Regions from separate parts of the Mus musculus genome. Here regions 1, 3 and 4 are each linked to region 2. Evidence: chromatin contacts called from public promoter capture Hi-C data. All regions are on one chromosome and are shown on one strand. The core of a region is the stretch at or near the end of the contact, and the rest is flanking DNA. Distances in the headings are between cores, read along the strand shown. Region 1 holds the start of Sfswap (splicing factor SWAP). Region 2 holds the start of Rcc1l (reculator of chromosome condensation 1 like). Region 3 holds the start of Crcp (calcitonin gene-related peptide-receptor component protein). Region 4 holds the start of Tmem248 (transmembrane protein 248).

The links. Promoter capture Hi-C pulls out the DNA fragments that hold promoters and counts their contacts.
Region 1: a contact with region 2 is called in a promoter capture Hi-C map of pre-B cells. The contact joins the promoter of Sfswap here to the promoter of Rcc1l in region 2. A contact is called at or near these places in 2 of 39 promoter capture datasets (liver and pre-B cells).
Region 3: a contact with region 2 is called in a promoter capture Hi-C map of pre-B cells. The contact joins the promoter of Crcp here to the promoter of Rcc1l in region 2. A contact is called at or near these places in 3 of 39 promoter capture datasets (hippocampal neurons, liver and pre-B cells).
Region 4: a contact with region 2 is called in a promoter capture Hi-C map of pre-B cells. The contact joins the promoter of Tmem248 here to the promoter of Rcc1l in region 2. A contact is called at or near these places in 4 of 39 promoter capture datasets (cranial neural crest, maxillary cranial neural crest, pre-B cells and 1 more) and 1 of 484 Hi-C or Micro-C datasets (B cells).

What each region holds. Positions count from the first base shown.
Region 1 is chr5:129,499,942-129,502,641 of GRCm38.p6, reverse strand. Sfswap (splicing factor SWAP) reads right to left here and starts at 1,411. Exons shown (of 18, transcript NM_172276.3): 1 at 1,046-1,411. The coding sequence starts at 1,263. It overlaps Gm40332 (a long non-coding RNA gene), which reads left to right and starts at 1,416. Exons shown (of 3, transcript XR_868547.2): 1 at 1,416-1,540; 2 at 2,088-2,122; 3 at 2,294-2,392.
Region 2 is chr5:134,175,448-134,178,307 of GRCm38.p6, reverse strand. It overlaps Rcc1l (reculator of chromosome condensation 1 like), which reads left to right and starts at 1,541. Exons shown (of 11, transcript NM_033572.2): 1 at 1,541-1,908. The coding sequence starts at 1,594.
Region 3 is chr5:130,027,905-130,030,604 of GRCm38.p6, reverse strand. It overlaps Crcp (calcitonin gene-related peptide-receptor component protein), which reads right to left and starts at 1,299. Exons shown (of 6, transcript NM_007761.2): 1 at 1,198-1,299. The coding sequence starts at 1,205. It overlaps Gm40334 (a long non-coding RNA gene), which reads left to right and starts at 2,497. Exons shown (of 3, transcript XR_868562.1): 1 at 2,497-2,700.
Region 4 is chr5:130,221,027-130,223,726 of GRCm38.p6, reverse strand. Tmem248 (transmembrane protein 248) reads right to left here and starts at 1,392. Exons shown (of 7, transcript NM_027854.1): 1 at 1,155-1,392. It overlaps Gm6598 (a long non-coding RNA gene), which reads left to right. Exons shown (of 2, transcript XR_377119.4): 2 at 1,699-2,009.

The DNA of each region.
Region 1 (2,700 bases), core at 162-2,661, 4.7 Mb after region 2:
TACTGGTCATTAACCGTGTCCGTTCTGGCCAGCTCACAGGTAATCCCTACAGTCATGCAAGTTCCAAGTCTTTGCAGCATCCAGTTTTACTTGTCTCAAACGATGGGTTTACTTCACTTGGAGAAAACCACGCCACAGCTTAATGGTTGCTCACAGTTAGTCCTGGGCCCAGAAGCAATATCGCCCAACGGAAGGACAAATACCCAAACCCGGGATGGTGGAGAAAGAAAGAGAGATGGAAAAAATGAGGAGAGAGGTGGGGAGCAAAACACCCAATCATGTAATGCCATCCTTTTCAAATCAAACACCATCAGAAATTCACGTTCCCACCCCTTTACCCTCAACTCCAGGCACCCTTCAGTGGGTGTGATTTGAAAAGAACCAACACAAAGGTATAAACCCAGCTCCACCCTTCGGCTTTAGAAAACAGTGAAACCAGCTCTAAGAACGCTACCCCCTAAGAGCAAGGTCCGCACGGGTCGACCGGCTTCCAACAAGACAGCAACTTCACCCACTACCGCGGTTGGGCAAATGGTCGCAATAACCGCGGGGAAGGGCTCGCCCGGACGCCAAAAGTCAAGCCGGCCAGAGACGGTTCAGGCTACCTCACGGGGTTGGGGGGTCCAAAAGAAGCTTCTACCCACGGGCCTCGGCGTGCGGCGCTTCGGAGGAACAAAAGCGCACTCCCGGACTCCCTCCCCGCACAGCCAGCGGAGGGACAGCGGCACCCGCCCCACGGCGCGGGCGGGCGGGCCCCGGACAGCTTCCACCCGCGCTGAGTCGCCAGCGGCAGCCCGGGCTCGAGGGGTTGTGGGAGCAGAGTCGATCCCTCCGGCGACGGGGAGGCGCCAGCTCTGGCCGGAGCCTTAGGGCCGGTTTCACCGTCCCCTCCCCCCGGACGCCGGGGAACGTGGGGGGCAGGGAGGCCCCCCGAGTCCCCGGGCTCCGCAAAACCCCCTTTTTCGGTCCCGGCCATCAAGTCAACATCAGGCGAAATCAAGCGGGCGAGGGAGGGGAGGGTCGACGGGTGGGGGGAGGAACCGACCTGTCGATGAGGATCTTGGGGTCCCCCATCCAGGGGATGAGGTGCTGTCCCTGTTCCTGGGCCAAAGCCCGCTCGTCGTCGCGGAACAACTTGCAGGCATAGCCGAAAACCAGAAGCTCCACCCGGTTGCCCCCAGTGCCGGTGCCGCCCGGCCCGGCCTCCTCCTTCACTCCGCCTTTCCTCTCCGGCTTGGCACGGCCCCCGCCGGCACCGTACATGACAGCGTCCCCGACGTCCGGGACGGTCTGCTGCTGGGCCGAACAACGTCCCCGATGCCTCGCCTGGCCTACCCACTCAGTCACAGGCGCCGCATCCTCTTCGCAACTTCAACACAGCCGCCATAGCGAGCCACAAAATGGAGGAGACGCAACTTCCGGTAGGAAACCCGCTCTTTCCGGAGGTGAGAGTGGTAGATTCGCCACGTCCGCAAGCTGTTTGAGCCGCTAAAAAATTAAGTAGATGTTAGTTTTCGTTGTCCAACTTGATCTTGCGATGGTAAGTTGTGTTTATGGAAAGAAATTTATTTCTGCCATTTTTTGGAGGCCTCCTAGGATGTGACGAAAGCGCGGTTGGTGGCCGCGCGCCAACTTCTACTGTCGTTGGAGGGCGGCCGCCAGGTGTGGAGACAAGTGGGGATCTTGTTGGGAACGCGTCTTTGCCGTCCTAGTGAGACAGTTTGCTCCTTTCTAACAGCCCGATTTTTAGATCACTAGGAAGCCTAGCCCTGGCCGCCTGACTGAGGGCGTTTCCAGGACTTGTGAGCCCTAAATATTCGGAGTGGCGGGCTTTCAGTGGCTACGGGCTTCAGTGGCGGAGAAAGACTCCAGCTAGGAGACAGCGCTACGGGTTGTTTCCTTCTGGGGAGCAGATTCTTTCCCTTTCCCTTTTTAAAATACAGGATGTCACTGTGATCCAAATTAGACTCGAACTCTGACTGTCCTAGCTCAGTTAAGATGCTAGTATTATCGACGTGAGGTCTGCAGGGCTGCAGTTTTTTCTGGTGTCTGACCCAGATGCTTGATTTTCTTTTTCCCCCTTTCAGTTCTGAACATGGACCCAGGGCCTCACCATTGCTAGGTAAAACACTATCATTGAGTTATATCATTGCTAGGTAAAACACTATCATTGAGTTATATCTGCAGCCCTTTTTGTTTTAGTTTCAAGATAGGGTCTTGCTTAGTGCCCCGGGGTGACATTTAACTTTAATTTTTTTTTTAATTTTTACTTATTTTGTGTGTATATGTGTAGGCGACTCGAGTTAGATCAAGTCCGACTGGATGGAAGGAGAGAAGAACTTCTCAGCCACGGACACCCCCCTCCCTCCCCAAATAACTTAGGTTTTTAAAAAGTGGATAGTGATTTAGAAAAACAACTGATGTTGACCTCTGGCCTCCATATGCATTTGTGTACACACGTGCACACACACATACAGACATGTACATAGTACACCAGAACGAATACTAAGTAAAATAGTTATGATGTGGAGAAGGTTGCTTTGCAGAAATGTTTGTGTCTACTTTTGAAACAGTTGGGAAAAAAAAAAAAGAAACGGTTGGAATTTTTGTCTTAACCTCAAGCCAAAATTCATTTAATGATTTTTTTTTAATGTAAAGTAACTCAGCGCACACACACACACACCAGCAGAGATGTCTCAG
Region 2 (2,860 bases), core at 292-2,791:
GGGCTTCAGATGGACCTCAGTTGACAGTGTGTTTCTAGCATGCAGGATGCTCTGGGTTCCATCCCAGGACTGTGTAAACTTGGCATAGTGGTGAACACTGGAGATAGGCAAAAAGGTCAAGAGTTCAAGGCCATCCTTGGGTACATAATGAATTCAAGCTCAGCCTGGGCTACATGAGACCCATCTGAAGGAAAACTAATTAGTACGTTCCTGTTTATCAAGAAATACACACTAAGGATGAGCAAAGGGAGTTCGGGGGGAAGGATCCACTCTGTATTAGGGGATAACTTTTAGGAAGCCCTGCCATGGACTGTAGTCTTTATTTCAGGGACTGAATTTCTCTGTGTAGCCTTCATGCTGGAATTGAGATCTAAAGGAAGTAAGAAGGGCCCCTGGAAGCCAGGTGTAGTTTAATCAGGGTTGAACCTGGCACACTGGCATGGGTCTGTAATCCCATCACTTGGGAGGCTGGGGTAGGAGAACTGTAGTGAGGTAGAGGCTAGCCTGGGTTACAGAGTGAGACCCTGTCTTAGAAAAATATTCAATTAGAGGGCTGGAGAGAGGGCTCAAGAGTTAAGAACACTGTGCAACAACAATGACAAACAAAACAAAATACTGTTTACTCTTCCAGAGGACCAGAGTTCTAATTCTAGCATTCACATGGGGGTGTGTGGGAGTGGGGTATCAACTGTAACTGCAGTTCTAGAGAATCTAACACCCTCTTCTGAGGCCTCCACAGACACTATACACGCAGGGTACACAGATATACATGCAGGTAAAGTACCCATATGCATGAAATAAAACCGCCTAAAATAAACTAAATCAACCAATCAGTGCTGGGTATGGTGGCACACACCATTCAGGAGGCAGGGGCAGGTTTGAGTTATCCTGGTCTACAGGAACAAAGCAAGTTCCAGGCCAGTTAGGGCTAAATAATGAGATTCTGTCACAAACAAACAAACAAACAAACCATATATATTAATAGGTTTTCTTTCTTCTAGGGTGGTTTGCAATTTGCAGCAATATTCCTGCCTCAGCCTAAAGTTGGGGTTACAGGTGTGAACCACTGTGCCCAGCTACCTTCCCCAGTTTTGCTTCCATGAGATAAGCATCTAGGATGTTCCCTCTGTCTCCTTTCAGTATTTATACAAAACACTTCTTGGAATTGGGAGAGTAGTCTGTGTTAACCTATACCCTAAGGATGTGTGAGGACCTGGGTTCAATTCCCAGCTCCACCTAAGTAACTCCACACCAAAACTAACACACACACACACACACACACACACACACACACACACACAGAATTTAAAAAGGGGCAGTAAGAATCATAGAACACTTCACAGACATCTTCAAATAATAGCTTGACACTCATTTAAGTCCCCTACTCATGGATAGACGGTGAAGCCATAGCCTTCTCAAGTCTTTGCTTTCCTGGAGTAGTAATCATCTGCCAATAGTAAACATGGTTGTCTTTCCCTTAGCGCGTCGCCTTCAGCCAGTAGTAAGCATGGCCGTATCTACTTCCGCCAGGCTAGAGGTCAAGGGTGACACAAGATGGCGGCGCCCATAAGCGGTTGAGGCGTGACGCGGAGGATGTTGGCGGCGGCCCGGGCTCTGCGGGGGCCGCGGCCGAGGTGGCCGACACCGGCTCGCGAGCACTGGACACCGGCCGGCCGTTCGCGGAGCCGGCGAGAAGCGGCCGAGGCCGAGGCGGACGTTCCGGTGTTTCAGTACGTGGGCGAGCGCGCGGCTCGCGCCGATCGCGTCTTCGTCTGGGGCTTCAGCTTCTCCGGGGCGCTCGGGGTGCCCAGCTTCGTGGTGCCGTCCTCGGGGCCTGGACCGCGCGCCGGCCTGCGGCCCCGACGCAGGATCCAGCCGGTCCCCTACCGCCTGGAGCTGGATCATAAGGTGGGGGCAGTGGCATCCTCGCTGGCATCTCTTAGGGAACTTTCTTCCCCGCGTGGCCGGATTTCCGGGAGCAATGACCTCCGAGATCCCGGGATCTGCAGAGGGAGGCATGAGGGGTGGCTGCCGAGAAGTCTGTTTCTCCCAGTGCTCCGTCCTTCACTGCTGAGCCTGTTTATCACGTCTGTGGATCTTGGGGTCTCGTTCAGCATTTTTAGCAGTTTGCTTGTGGCTCGAGAGAGTTTGGTGTCTTCCCTTACTTTCTTGCCCATTGGCGTAGCTTGACAATCGCACCAAGGATTCTGCCCTTAGATCATTCGCTCAGGCCCCCCCCCCCCCCAAAAGGCCGGAGCTGTCACCTCCCAGTTACAGAGGATGAAAGGGAGTAGCAGAGAGGTCAAGTAAGGTCCAGGGCCCCACAGCTGGGTGTAAATGGTGGTATTTGTAACTTAGACTAGACAGCTCCCTTGAGGGACGGGACATTCCACAGGTCGGAGGTGTGTCGGCTAGAGTCAGTGATGGGCAGCCGGAAAAGGAGATGCTCATCTGAGCGGTTAGAGGGGAAATAGGAGGTTGCCCATGGAGCTTCTAAGGTGGCTCACGCCTTTAATCCCAGCACTTGGAGGCGGAGGCAGGCTAATTTCTGAGTTCGAGGCCAGCCTGGTCTACAGAGTTCCAGGACAGCCAGGGGTACACAGAGAAACCCTGTCAAAAAGGGGGGGCGGGGAAGAGGCTCACTTTTCAAAAGGGCTCAGCCCGGCAGCCGTGGTGGCTCACATCTGTAGTCCCAGGACTTGGACTGGACGGTTGAGACAAGAGGATTGCCACAAGTTGTACTCTAGCTTGGGCTACACAGTGAGACCCTGTCTTTACCCTCGAAATGCTGTTATTATAGCCGTGTGCAACCGTTTCTGGTTTAAGTGGTGCTGGGGACGGGGAACCCAAGGGTTTTTGC
Region 3 (2,700 bases), core at 50-2,549, 4.1 Mb after region 2:
TAGTCCCAGCACTCAGGAGGCAGAGGCAGATGGATATCTGAGTTCAAGGCCAGCCTGGTCTAAAAAGCGTGGTCCAGGACAGCCAGAGCTCTACCGAAAAACCTTGTCTGGAGGGAGTGGGGGGGAAACTTGGCCTGGTTTTCTGGTTGGTCTTAACTGTCAACTTGAAACAGCTTGGAATCATCAAAAGGAGACGAAGCTTCAATGACAAACTGCCTTTTATCAGGCTGGTCTATGGGCATGTCCATGAGGGATCGTCTTGATTATTAAATGATGCAGGAGGGTACAACCTGGCCAACTGGTGGTGGCACAGGCTTTTAATCCCAGCACTTGGGAGGCAGAGGCAGACGAATTTCTGAGTTTGAGGCCAACCTGGTTTACAAAGTGAGTTCCAGGACAGCCAGGGCTACACAGAGAAACCCTGTCTCAAAAAAACAAACAAACAAACAAACAAACAAAAATTAGAAAATGCCAGAGAGTAAACCAGCCATCAGAGTTCTTGAACTGTTTCTGAAGCTTCGGTTTCCTGCCTCGAGTTCCTGCCCTGACTTCCCTCAATGATGGACTGTGTCCTGGAAGTGTAAGATGTAATAAAAACCTTTCTATTCCTAAATTGCTTTGGTCATGGTGTTTGTCACAGCAACCGAAAGAAAACTAGCACACCCAGTACGATCACAACCCTGGGTACCTTCCTCAAATTTCCAAAATAACAATAGCGATAATGGCTGGCGATGCAGGTCGGTGGCAAAGCCTTTGCCCAGCAAAGTCCTGGGTACCATTTCCACCATCACAAAACGATGATGGTGATGATGCTGGCTGGGAATATGACTCAGTCAGTAGTAGAGTGTTTCCCTAGCGTATGCAAAGTCCACATCCCAAGATAGTAATGATAATGACTGGGACGTTATCTCTGGGTCGCACTACTTCCAGACCGCGTGCACGGTCTTGGGATCCATTCCCAGAACCAAAAGAAAGAAAAAAAGGAAACCTCTCTATCCTTTCAACATTCCCCTCCCCAAAAGATGTGGGAGGCGAGCGAGTTCCCAAGCAGCAGGGTCCCTCCCCTGCCGCCCCACTTCCAGGCACTTCCGGCCCGTGCACCCCGCCCACCCGTCCTGCTCGCGGGTCCCGAGGTCTAGCCGCCGGCCGCTTCGCGGTCCCCAGATGATCCTGGCTTCCCCTGGTCGTGTCGCTTACACTTCCATGTTGCCTCTGCCTCAGCGTACGCAACCGCCGTGAGAAGAGTCTCACGTTGCGCCGGCGCTGCTCTGCTCACCGGTTCCGTGTGTGTGCCGCAAGGCACGCTGGGACCGCCGGGGTGCATGCCGGGATCGCTGCGGGGCACGCCCGGTTCTTCCTTAATTCTAGGTGTCCCTATCCTGGTCTAATTTCAGACTGTCGAGCGTTTTCGTAGTGCAGGTTTTGTTAGGATTTGCCTTGGCCGCATTAAAATCCCTAAACCGGTCATACTGGCTCATACCTGTAAACCCAGCAGTAGAGAGGCTGAGGCAGGAGAAGTGTTAGGAGTTTCTGGCCAGCCTGAGCTACATAATGACTTTCAAGCCATGGGGGCTATTTGAGACTTTGTGTTTTTGTTTTTGTTAAAAACAAAAAACACATGCCGGCCAGTGGTGGCGCACGCCTTTAATCCCAGCACTTGGGAGGCAGAGGCAGGCGGATTTCTGAGTTCGAGGCCAGCCTGGTCTACAAAGTGAGTTCCAGGACAACCAGGGCTACATAGAGAAACCCTGTCTCAAAAAAACAGAAAACAAAACCAAAAAAAAAAAAAAAAAAAAAACCAAACAAAATGAAACAAAACAAAAAACATAAGCCAGGCAAGGTAGCACAAGCCTCTAATTCCAACAAGGGGGAAAGAAGGAGGCAGAGAAAAGAGAAACCCAGTCTCAACAGACAGAAATAGAACTGGGGGAATGGTTTAAGCACGTAGGAAGCTGAGGCAGGTGGAATGCCTTGAGTTTGAGGACAGCTTGGGCAACATGGTGAATTCTAGTCAACGTAGGCTATGTAGAGATCCCGTTTCCCATACAACCGTTAAAAATTGGGAGTTGGGGGGGAGAGACAGATTTTCATTAAGTAGCCTTTCAGACTCAGAGATCTGCCTGCCTCTGCCTCCCAGTGCTGAGATTGGTGTGAGTGTTAAAATGGTTTGCAGGGGATAATGTATTAGAAATAGAGGGTGTCTGGCTGGTATGGTGGCACATGCCTTTAATCCCAGCACTTTGGAGGCAGAGACAGACAGATTTCTGAGTTCTTAGTTCAAGGCAGCCTGGTCTACAGAGTGAGTTCCAGGACAGCCAGGGCTACACAGAGAAACCCTGTCTCAAAAAAACAAAAAGAAAAGAAAACTCTGTCTCATAAAAACCAACACATGTGTGTGTGTGTGTGTGTGTGTGTGTGTGTTCAACAGGTACATCCAAGAATGATGGTATTTGAAAATAAGAAAAAATTAAATTAAAAAATTATCAAGTAAATAAAATGTCATCATAACGTAAGACTGAATGGTGCCCTGTACCTGTCTTGAGGAGAATGGGTCCCACAATGGTGTTCATGGTGTTACTCGCTCAACAGTCTTACCGTGATTGCCCACTGGGTGCTGGTGATTCAGATGTGAATAATACACACTCTCCAAGCTAGCTGACAGCCCAGTTGGAGGACCAGTTCAGGGCATAAATAACACAC
Region 4 (2,700 bases), core at 143-2,642, 4.0 Mb after region 2:
ATCACCCCCCTGTCCCAGTATTGACTAGCCTTGCCACCAGGCTACCACTACTCTGTGAACAGGGCCTGGTACCACACAGCTAACAACACCCCAATATGAGGCTGAGGCAGGAGGATCACAACTTCAAGCTACACAGAGAGTTGGAGGCCAGCCTGAACTACACAGTGGACCTGTCTTTAAAAAAAAAAAAAAATTATGTTTTAGCCGGGCTTAACCGGCATGGCAGTGCACACCTGCCAACGGCAGCACTAGGGAGTCTAAGAGAATCAAGGTCAGCCTCGACTGAGTCGTGGGTTTGGACTATCTAAGGCTGCAGGAGACCCCAGACTCCAGGATTCAGATTAAAACCAAAACAATACCGTTATTACACTGTGAAACCTTGGCAGTGTGGCCCACGCCTATATCTCTGAACTACGGAGTCTGAATCGGGAAGATCGGTGTTGAAGGTGGGTCTTGTCTACATAGGGAAATCCTAGCCAGTTAAGGCTGCATTAAACCCTCTTTTGGATACATTTTTGACAACCCAAAGTCAAGTCACAAATCTAAAACTGAACACACACACACACTCACACTCACTCTCTCACTCTCACTCTCTCTCTCTCTCTCTCTCTCTCTCTCTCTCTGTCACACACACACACACACACACACACACACACACACACACACACACACAGAGAAGTTGGAAAGATGGCTACGGGGTTAAGAATACCTGCTATTCCTGAGGACCAGAGTTAAGTTCTCAGCAACCCCATCATCAGGCAGCTACCAATGGAGTGTAACTCTGGGTCTAAGGACACAACGCCCTCTTCTGGAGTCGGTGGGTATTTGCGCTCACGTGCGCAGACAAGATAATACAAACACATCATGTAAATAATTTTCCAAAACAATCATTTTTTTTTCTAAAACTTGCAAAGGATGCTAGTAGGTCCACGCAGCCTTATTCAGCCGACCTATACAAGCCTTGACTGAGGGAGCAGGACTCCGCAGGCCTCGGGAGGATGGAACAGGACCGGGTCAGCTAATAGAGGAGTGAACGGAGCTGGGGTGGCTGGGAGAGCCTGCGCACCGATCCGCCCAGCACGCCGTGGGCCCCGGGTTCAGGGTCCCCGGTCCCGGCCCATGCGCCCGCGATTACGACCCCGTCTCCTACTCACCGCCCCGCAGACTGGCGGCTCGAGCCCGCGGACGCCCGCGGCCTGGCCCTGTTCACTCGCGGCGGCGCGCGGCGGGCCCCGGGCTGCCCCGCACCATCCTCTCCGCCGCTCCGGAGACAGCGAGCGGCTCCTCGGGGCCGAAGCGACGACCCGAAGCCAGGCCAGAGCGCGCCAACGGGACGCCGGCTCCGCGCGCTGCGAACGCCGGGCTTTCCGGGTGAAGGCAGAAAACCACGTCACCACTAACGCCGCCGTGACCTCTGACCCCGCCCGCGCGCGACGGCGGCGCGGAAGGGACAGAATTGCTCCGGGGCGAGCGGCGGGTGGGGTCGGGGTTAGGAGGAGAAGCAGACTGTCTTCGTTTTGCAAATGGGAAAAGCATACACGGAGCTGCCTGAAATTTATCACTCGCATTCGCGAACTGCCGTGAGCTTGCTCGGTTCCGTCCCGAAGTGCTTCTGCAGGTCTTGGTGTGTATGGCGTGAGATAGTAAAGAGGACACGATTTTCGTTTATTTTTGTTGGAATTTTTTGTTTTGACACAGGGGTCTCGTGGATGGCAAGAGCTGGCTTCCTGTTCTCTCTGGAGCCCAATGAGGAGCCAACTACCTTAGTCATGGTGTTTGAGCACACTAATACCACCCTCCTCTCTGTAGACGGGACTCTAGGATCCACTGGATGGGAATCTGTCGCGTTTCTGGACAACAGGACAATTCATTTCAAGCCATGTCTCAGTCCCCAAGGACCTAGCTGACCTTAGAAGCAGCAAAATATTATCCTTTTTAAATTCCTCTAACCACATTAATACTGACCTTTGTACATGATTATTGAAAACCCAGGAGATCAGTTACACTTATCCATTTGTCTGGTCTTGACTTTTTTTGTTGTTCTTTAAAGACACGGTTGCTGGGCAGTGGGAAGGTTGTCCTTTGATCCCAGCATTCAAGAGTCAGAGGCAGATAGATCTTTGCATTTGAGGCCAGCCTGGTCTGCAGAATGAGTTCCAGGAAGCTGGGGCTAAACAAAGCCTGTCTTGAAAAAAAAAAAAAAAACCAAACCAACCAACAAACAAAAGAGATAAGGTCTTTCAATCCATCCCTGGCTGACTTAAAACTCACTATGTGACCCAAGCTGGTCTCAAACTCAAAGATCCATAAGTGCTGGGATTAAAGGTGTGCCATGAGACATGAGAACATTTGTGAGAATTTTCTCCTTAGGTAAAGACTATGCGATGTTTATCCCCTTTTCCTAAGGTCTCGGTGACAAACCAAAGTTCCCCCTGGAATGCCAGTAAATGTATCTGGCTTACTTACAGAGCATAGGCAAGAGGTTACTGCCAGCAGGGTGAGTGACCTCAAAGCAACTACACTGGAAAGTCCTCACCCAGAATGGATGATGGCTTCCCATAGAATGTGTAAGTGGAACTCTGATGCTTGTCTCCTCCAGAACCTCAAAGCCAAATAGTTCCAGGGAAATCGTATAGAAGACATCTGCATGTGTATGTCTGTGTGTGCACAGCATGTGTGTGCTCTCATTCCAGACAATGA